Linked DNA regions of Zea mays: all the other regions are linked to region 2. The links are chromatin contacts, called in public Hi-C maps. All regions are on one chromosome and are shown on one strand. The core of a region is the stretch at or near the end of the contact, and the rest is flanking DNA. Distances in the headings are between cores, read along the strand shown.

What was found. Hi-C and Micro-C count contacts between places; a contact is called where the count stands out from the background.
Region 1: a Hi-C map of ear shows a contact between it and region 2, with 1.7 times the contacts expected there. The contact joins the promoter of LOC103637985 here to the promoter of LOC103637983 in region 2. A contact is called at or near these places in 4 of 25 Hi-C or Micro-C datasets (ear, leaf and tassel) and 1 of 3 datasets of contacts at active chromatin or transcription factors (leaf).
Region 3: a Hi-C map of leaf shows a contact between it and region 2, with 9 times the contacts expected there. The contact joins the promoter of LOC100501775 here to the promoter of LOC103637983 in region 2. A contact is called at or near these places in 15 of 25 Hi-C or Micro-C datasets (bundle sheath, ear, endosperm and 4 more) and 1 of 3 datasets of contacts at active chromatin or transcription factors (leaf).

Annotation. Positions count from the first base shown.
Region 1 is chr9:15,313,649-15,316,352 of Zm-B73-REFERENCE-NAM-5.0, reverse strand. LOC103637985 (ethylene-responsive transcription factor ERF003) reads left to right here and starts at 1,360. Exons shown (of 2, transcript XM_008660984.2): 1 at 1,360-1,576; 2 at 1,695-2,471. The coding sequence starts at 1,494. The coding sequence ends at 2,121.
Region 2 is chr9:15,036,218-15,038,917 of Zm-B73-REFERENCE-NAM-5.0, reverse strand. It overlaps LOC103637983 (proline-rich receptor-like protein kinase PERK14), which reads right to left and starts at 1,314. Exons shown (of 3, transcript XM_008660982.3): 1 at 944-1,314; 2 at 120-863; 3 at 1-20. The coding sequence starts at 1,290. The coding sequence ends at 614. LOC100193128 reads left to right here and starts at 1,569. Exons shown (of 9, transcript NM_001138288.1): 1 at 1,569-1,784. The coding sequence starts at 1,599.
Region 3 is chr9:15,293,499-15,296,326 of Zm-B73-REFERENCE-NAM-5.0, reverse strand. LOC100501775 (deSI-like protein At4g17486) reads right to left here and starts at 1,471. Exons shown (of 3, transcript XM_008660983.4): 1 at 771-1,471; 2 at 151-640. The coding sequence starts at 948.

The DNA of each region.
Region 1 (2,704 bases), core at 111-2,610, 280 kb before region 2:
TCATGAAACTAGATCAATGGACTTTTTTCGTCTTCTCATGGGCGATGTTTTAGATTTTGTATTGTCTGCAATGTTACTCTCTTTTATTTGCCATTTGAGTTATAAATTTGGTGATTGATGCCTTTTTTGAAGAGTTTTGAAGCCAGAACTTTTCTGTTATTTAAAAAGAGTATGATTACTCCCTCGAGACACATGTAGGAATATTCTTTCGATACACCAGAACAAGAGATTGAAGTAGTTTTTACATCGCCTACTTTGGGCAGGTTTGGAACAGTTTCCCAACTCTAGACGCAATAAAAATAACTTTATAAGAGCTAGTTTGGAAACTTAAATCCCCTCTGGGATTCCTGGAGATCGCGTGGGAAATGAGCTAATTTTCTTTTCTACTCAATCCCCGTGAATCCCAGAGGGGATTTAAGAGTCCAAACTAGCTCTAAAATGTTTGAATGCTCTAGCTCTCCACCAAATCTGGATCTACAAAAGGTTAAACCTTGGGGTTAGATTCAGTTTTTTATTGAGCTCCTCGGAATCCTATTTTATACACTGTCATAACATTCGGTGAAAATTATCCACCACTACCATCGTTGCATATACTGATTCATCTTTCTATTTTCCCTTGTGTGTCTATTCCGCTTGATGCAATATTTAATTGACATGGTAGTCTATAAACCATGAAGCAAAACTTTGTATTGAGAATGAATATTTTATTTTATCTCTCTTGATTAGGGGTGAAAGCGGGTATCCGAACTTTTAAGATAAATCTAATATTTTAAAATAGATATGTATGAAATTTGATGCTAATCGCATTATAACATATAAGAATAATTTTTTGCATAAATTGTTTTATATATTATTTGCTCTATACAACAAAAAGATAAAACAAAAAAGATAAAAGTATTCGTATCCATATTTGAATGGAATCCGAATGTTATATTTATCATTTGAGAAGATATGTGATAAATTTAAGGTTTGTCTTTTATAAATATTTACAAGCTCAATGTTAAAATCAAAAATATTAATTTATATAGTAGATTCTATATCATTTTTATTCACTACCAAAGAAAAAGATAAAAAAAAATTGATACCAAATAGGTATTCATCCCTACTACTCTTGACGAGGTGGCCGGAAATAATATGACATTATGACGGCGACGTCATCCATTTATTACGAAGATCTTTGCCCGCCAGTGGACACCTTGTCCCCTGTGCATGCTTTGCGGCTGGCCGGGACCCAGGAGACAGACAGAAGTAAAGGATGCTCAACCTATGCTGGGCCCACAGTCAGTCAAACAGCCTGCACTTGAAGCACAGCTGGCCCCACTTGGAAGCTTTCCCTATTTAAAGGCTCTGAGAGAGCTCGCCGCACCAAACCGCTTCGCTTCGCTCGCTCGTCAGCTCCCTGTCGCGCACACAACGGACGCAGAGGCCAGAGCCAGAGCAGCTGCCCCCCTCGGATCGGAGCGAGCAGCGGCACCACCATCTGTCCGTCTCCAATGGCGCGGCCACAGCAACGGTACCGCGGCGTGCGGCAACGCCACTGGGGCTCCTGGGTCTCGGAGATCCGCCACCCCCTCCTGTGCGTAACGTAACACGTGCTCCTCGACTGGACCGGACTTATTATACTCATCGATTCTTGGCGTGAGCGGCGGGCTGACAACGGCGGCGGCGTGTTCTCTGTGCGTGGGTGCGTGCAGGAAGACGAGGATCTGGCTGGGCACCTTCGAGACGGCCGAGGACGCGGCGCGCGCCTACGACGAGGCGGCGCGCATCATGTGCGGCTCCCGCGTGCGCACCAACTTCCCCGAGGACGCAGGCGGCGACGGGCAGCAGCAGCAGGCCGCGCCGTCGCTCCTCTCCCCCGCGCTCGTCGCCAAGCTTCACCGCTCCAACCTCGCGTCCGCTCAGGCGGCGCAGGGCAAGGCCGACGCCTCGGCAGCAGCCGCCGCCGCGCTCCCGCGCGTCGCGGCGGCAGTGCCTGCCGGCATGGGGATCTCCGCCTCGCCGTCGCCGTCGGCGTCGGCGGCGGGGGACTGGAGCGGCGGGCTGCTTGAGGAGCAGTACGTGGACCAGATGATCGAGGAGCTTCTGGACTCCAACTTCTCCATGGAGATCTCCTACTAGCTGCGCGCCTGCGCGCGCACGCGCACGAGCACGACGCGTCATCCCGCGGCCCCCGCCTCCTCTGCTCCGTCTCATCCCATCTCAATTCTCATCTCATTTCTCTGTTTGGTTTCGTCGGTCAGGTAGGGAACGAAGTGCAGTGCAGTGAGTTACTTAGTATTAGTAGTATCATTAGCCATGCCAGGAGTGACTCGAGGTTACCTTGGCCTGTTGGCCAGACGAGTTGGTTCTTGAGCAACCTGATGTGTAGTATACGGTAGCATCGCCAGAGCATAAAAGAGTTGGATTGGACTCCATTTTTTTCCTACCGCCATTGTTGGAAACTTGGAAGTGGTACTGGGCTGAGCGCACATGTCTGACTCGAGGTTACTTTGGATAACAATGCTGCCGCATTGACCACAAATGCTGCTGCGCGATTAATGGCTCGTCTGGCGCCCGATCCTGACGAAAATCCATGAGGTCCGCACCGCGTTGCGCTGCGCTGCATGAATCCTCTGCGTAGTAAGCTAAGTACTACAGGCGATGAATTCAGCTGCGTGCGCCCGCGGCATGGCAATGGCAGGGCAGGGGGGCGGTGCTGCGA
Region 2 (2,700 bases), core at 65-2,564:
ATGTCTTCTTGTTTCTCCTCCTATGTGCAACACAGTAAAAGGTAGTTGAGAAAAAGTATAAGCACACCTCATCATTGCAAATTCATAAGCTTAACCGAAAGAAAAGAATGTTTTTATACCTCTTCTTCTTTGGTTCATCGTCTACATCAGGTTGGCCTCTTTTGCATGTTCTCCAACGATGACCTGTACCTTGGCATATAGAGCATTTTGATGGTGCCCTCTTTTTACCCCCTCATGACTTCCTTTGTATCTTTGTATTTTTGGCCTCCCTGCAGTTCTCCTTAGGATGGGTGGGTGTAGCCTAAATCCAAGATTCACTTTGGGCCAATGAGCTTGGTCAGTAAGTGGTGGAATGACTCCAGCATAGGACAACTTGAACTTTTCAACAGTGTAGTATGGGTGTACAAAATCAGCAATTTTGTTGTTTGGAAGTGAAGTGATGAAAGCAATAGCATGAAAACAAGGCAATCCAGTTACTTGCCATCTTCTACATGTGCAAGTCCATGCAGCTAGATCAACTATATGTCTAAAATGTCCCGAAATATCCTTACCACTTACTTCAGCAATTGTGTTGCTACTAGACTCAACATCATAATGCAAATTCCTGCTTTTCTCATTGAGATGACTCATGATACTTGACATCATAATGCACTTGACTATTTTTATCCATAAAAGATACATGCAACACTTGCTCCTTGCCATGCTTAATCTTTAACTTTAGGTCTGCCAAAAAATCCATCCAATTTGTAGTATCTTTATCCACCACGAACTTCAGATTTTCAGTTACATGGTACTCCTGATATGGCAATTCTACATATGCAGGAACCTTAACAATAACTCTACAGGCTGAATTTGGATCCATCCTACATGCAAAAAATGTGAACAATTTTAAAAGGACCCATATACATGACAATGAAATTTAGAAATTCGACAATATTCTTACCCGGTTGGAATCCACTTCATTGGTCGAGGAACATCATAGCGGAAACAACTTTCGGTGTTTGGTTTGGGGCCTCGATGTGGTGCTGCTAGAGTAGGCAGGACGGACGCGGGGCATGGAGGCGTCATCTGGCCTGGCGGCGCTGGCCTAGACACATCTGCTACGGGGCATGGAGGTAGCGTCCGACTAGACACTGCTGGGCTGCACACGTCTATCCTAGCCAGGTCGCGCAAGCCTAGAGATGGAGGAGGCTGGGACGCGAGAAAAGGTTCACCAGTGTCCGGCGATGGCGAGGGCTTGATGTGCGATGGGGAGGGCTTCAAGTCCCCCAGCCGCACGGAGCCCTCCATGGAAGCTGCAGTCTGTCAAGGAAAACTTTCTGGCTTCTGGTCGAAGGAAACGAGACGTTTTGGCTTCTCATCGAAGGAAAAGAACGTCCAGTTCTCTCACTAGGAAGCAAAGGGCAATTTAGCCATTTTGAATTTTTTAACGGAGAGACTAACTTGACGGATGGAGTAAGCTGACGTGACAGACTTAATAGGGTATAAAAGGGATGAACATTGAGAATCTGAATATAAACGGGAACTAGACTTTACTAAGGGGAAATAAGGGATGGCGTCTAAAAACAGGGGCAAATAAAGGATTAACTCAAAAGAAAATGGTCTTGCGGTCTTGCTCTCCTTCCTCGTGGTCGGCGGCCGGTGCAGCTGTAGCCACGCGCGCCTCGGCAAACCCTCCGCCTCCTCGCCCATCCTCCCCTCCATCCCGTCCCAGCCGCAGGGCCATGGACTCTGCTGCCGGCGCAGGCCGCCACCGCGTTCGAATCGCAGTCGTCGGCGACGTGGTACCCTCTATCTCTCTTGACAATCATGTACTCCTTAGGAGGGAGGGGACGCCAGAATATGGGTTTGGTGCGGATGTAGCCCTTTGTTATGCCATGTTGGTTTCCAGGTTCAAGGGATTAGAAGCAAGGAGGCGAGAGAGGACTTTGAGAACCGGGGTTCTGCACATTGACTTGATTGTTGCGGTTTTGGGGTGACTGGAATACTGGATAGTGCGTGCCTCGGTAGGGTTCGGAGATGAGCGCGGCACCCAGGCGGTACTTGATTTCTGGAGTTTCAGTTTAGAATGTTTGAAAGGGGGAGATGATTTCCTTTGGCCCTGAGCCTTCGGGGTACATGGGTTGTGTACTTGTATTTCCCCCAAATTTGAGCATACCCATGCATAGAGTCTCAGGCGGATCCTTTGATTCCATGTTCTGCTAATCAAAGACATCAAACACTGGGGACTAGTCACTTGGATTTCTCTGATGCATAGAGTCCCAAGGAAGCAGCCGTACAAGATATCCAACCAGCGGCTGAGGGAGCTGGGCTTGGAGTTCACAACGGCGGCGCAGGCCCTGTACAACACCATCGTATGCTTCCACGAGAAGGACATCCTCCCTCTCCCTGTCCCTGCCCCAATGCCGTCACCGGATGCCTGAGCTGGCCCTAAATCAATAGCATATTTGGCACGCAACAAACTATAAAACAATCGCTGCTTCAATCAGTCCGCTAGAGATAGAATATGAACTGTGCACCATTGTGGGCGTAAGAGTGTCAGAAGCATCGAGAGTGCAACAGTAACTATCGATGTGACTTTCTATGTTGCTATATCCTGTGTGACAGTCTCCTAATAAATAAAATAAATCTGGAGTATCATCCTACATTTGTGTGGCTATGTAGTTTATACCGGACTTCTTGCCATATCCTGGGTGATAA
Region 3 (2,828 bases), core at 222-2,721, 260 kb before region 2:
CCCAGTTGCTAGTTGGCACGCACTACTACTATCAAAGATGAAAGGTGGACCCATCAAATAATGATATGCACAGAGCTGAGTTTTTTTTAAATAAAAAAATCAGGCAATAAAAATAAAAAAACGAAATTATCGAGAAACGGAGCCGTTTACGTGGTGGACCCCGACGACGTTGACGCCGAGGCGTGTGCCGGCGGGGAGGGCGCCGTCATGTTCCTGCGCGGGCCGACGGAGAAGGTCCGGAAGAAGGTCCGCGGCCGCGGCGGCGCGGACCGGCTCCGGCTCCGGCTCGCGGCGGAGGGCGGGCGCGCGGCGCGGCCGTTGCCCGGGATGACGCAGGTGAAGGCGACCCCGATCTTGGCGAGGCGGTTGACCCAGCGCGGGATGCGGGCGCGCGCGACGAGGCGCCGGCACGCGGCGTCGCAGAAGTGGTTGCAGTTGCGGGACACCAGGTTGTAGGCGTCCCCGGGGAACTCGGCGGCCAGCTCCGCCATCAGCGCGCGCACCTCGCCGCGGCTCAGCTCCGTCGCGCCCACGGCCACCGACTCCCGGAACGCGTACCCGGGGCACCGCCGCGGCACCACCTCGAAGATCCCGCTGCTCGCGCCGTCGTGCGCGCCGTACGCGTACTCCACCCCGTGAACTGCACAACAGCCAGTGGATGGAGAGAGAGAGCAGTCGTGTTAGGAGTTAGGATGACACGGGGGCCGCGGCGGAGGGTGAGGACTGAGGGGGGGCGAGGAGGACGGAGGGAGGGAGCCTGGTCCACTTGCCTTGCACGCCGGAGTGGTAGACGCCGAGGCCGAGCCACCGGGCGTAGCCGTTGGCGGGGGTGACGTCGTACACGTTGAGGAAGACGGGGCTCGACGACGACGGCGCCGCGCCCGCATCCACTCCCGCGCCGCGCTGCTGCCGCGCCGTCGGGGTGGAGCCCGCCGCCGAGGAGCCCATCGGTGCGCCTCGCCGGCACGCTGGCTCCCGCGCGCTTGCGCTGCGCCGCGAATTTCACGAGTACGTAGCTAGCTTTGTTGTGCGCGGATGCCACAGCTCGCCCGCCCGCCCGGCTGGCGAGTATAGACAAGGTCGCGGCCGGGGTCGCGCTCGCGCCCCGCACCCGCGAGGCCGCAAGCCCGCCTTGGTGACTGCGCCGCGCCCGTACCTAGGGGCTGTAGAAACAGCAAGAACCCCGCGCTGAGCGTCGCCTTCTCCTGCTCGTTCTGCTGGGACTGACTGGGATCAATGACGAGATCCAGGATGCGCCGTTGCAATCGATGTTTGCTTCTACTTCCACGGGAATGTCTGGGCCGGGAACCAAGGAGGGGCGCATCGCATCACTGCATTCGATGATTCTTCCCCCCCTCCTTTTATCGTACTGTTTTATAATTTAAATATATAATATATGTGGGGGGCACACTGCATTCTATGGTGAATTGATGATTCATCTTTTGGTGAAGTGGCTGCCCTCGCGCCTAGTGGACTGTTTGATTCAGTTTTTTTTAACTAGCTTTTTTGAAAATCTGGACGTTAAAAAAAATCTGGTTGTATAGATAATCTAAGTACCACGGGATTAAATGTGAAATAAGATAAATATGTTCATAGGATTTAGGACTTAGAAAGTAATGGATTCCTATTATTGTAAAGACTCGGTCGATTATGTGTTTATGTTGATTTTATATGGATTTTACCAAATCGATTCTTATAAAAGCTGAGTGTTTAAAAGTCTGCAGCAACTTTTGGTAGGCAGAAGCTAAAAAAAGTTGAAACAAACAGAGCTATATGCTGGTAATAATATGTTCTCAAGTTCCATCCAACTCGGTCCCAATCTTGACCTGCTTTCGTGCTGGCTTGTTTTGACAATATTTCATAATAGATTAGATAGGATTGAGCCAGTTTAAATTTATATCAAGTTAAAATCTATCTTAATCATTTCCAACCCACTCCAATCCACATAGAACGTAGGCCTTGTTTCATTATTTCTATCCTATGTGGCTATGTGGATTGAATGAGATTGAGATAGATTAAGAGAGATTTGATTTCTATGGATTTAAACTTACCCAATTCCTTTCGGTTCACATAGATTGAGTGCTAACCGGGCAGACCCTTAAATGAGCGCAAAACAAGAGGAGTGGCAACGATAGCTTACATCACTTGTGAGAAGAACAATATCCTCAAGCTTCTTTCCGGTGAAAACATCAGTACCAACAAAGTGGAACTTGGCGTGGCCATGCTTCTCAGTCTTGGAAGTGGAGACCTCAACAACCTAAAACAAAAGCTTATATCAAGATTCTTGTCAGGTCAAGACTTGCTGGATCTACCATGGAGATCAAACATGCTAAGAATCGTTAGATATAGTGAGAGAATATAGCTACCAGATGTATACAAACCAGAAAGAAACATGGAGTGATAAAAATGCCATTCAAGTCATCATATGCAACTCCAGGTAAGCAGATATATAGTAGTAAGAAAAATATTCAGAGTCCAGTGTCACACCCAGACTTAAGGTCAAATTCGGGCGTAAATCAAATGTGTGCTAAAATCAAGTCTCACACATATGATGACTCATGGTATAGAAAACGAATGTCACATCTTTACTATGTAATAAGAGTTTTATACAAAATAACTAAATAATTACATCGTACGAAGACAACGATCCTCCACAACCATAGCTGATTGTGAGATGATGACATAGACCTCTCACGAACGCATCGCGACATCCTTCATGTTCTTCATCTTGTGGTAACTGTACTTTACCTTGGAGGGATGTGAGTACAACAAGGATGAGCTCAAATACGTTCATCACTCAGCAAGTTGTGGGAATAATGTGCATGCGC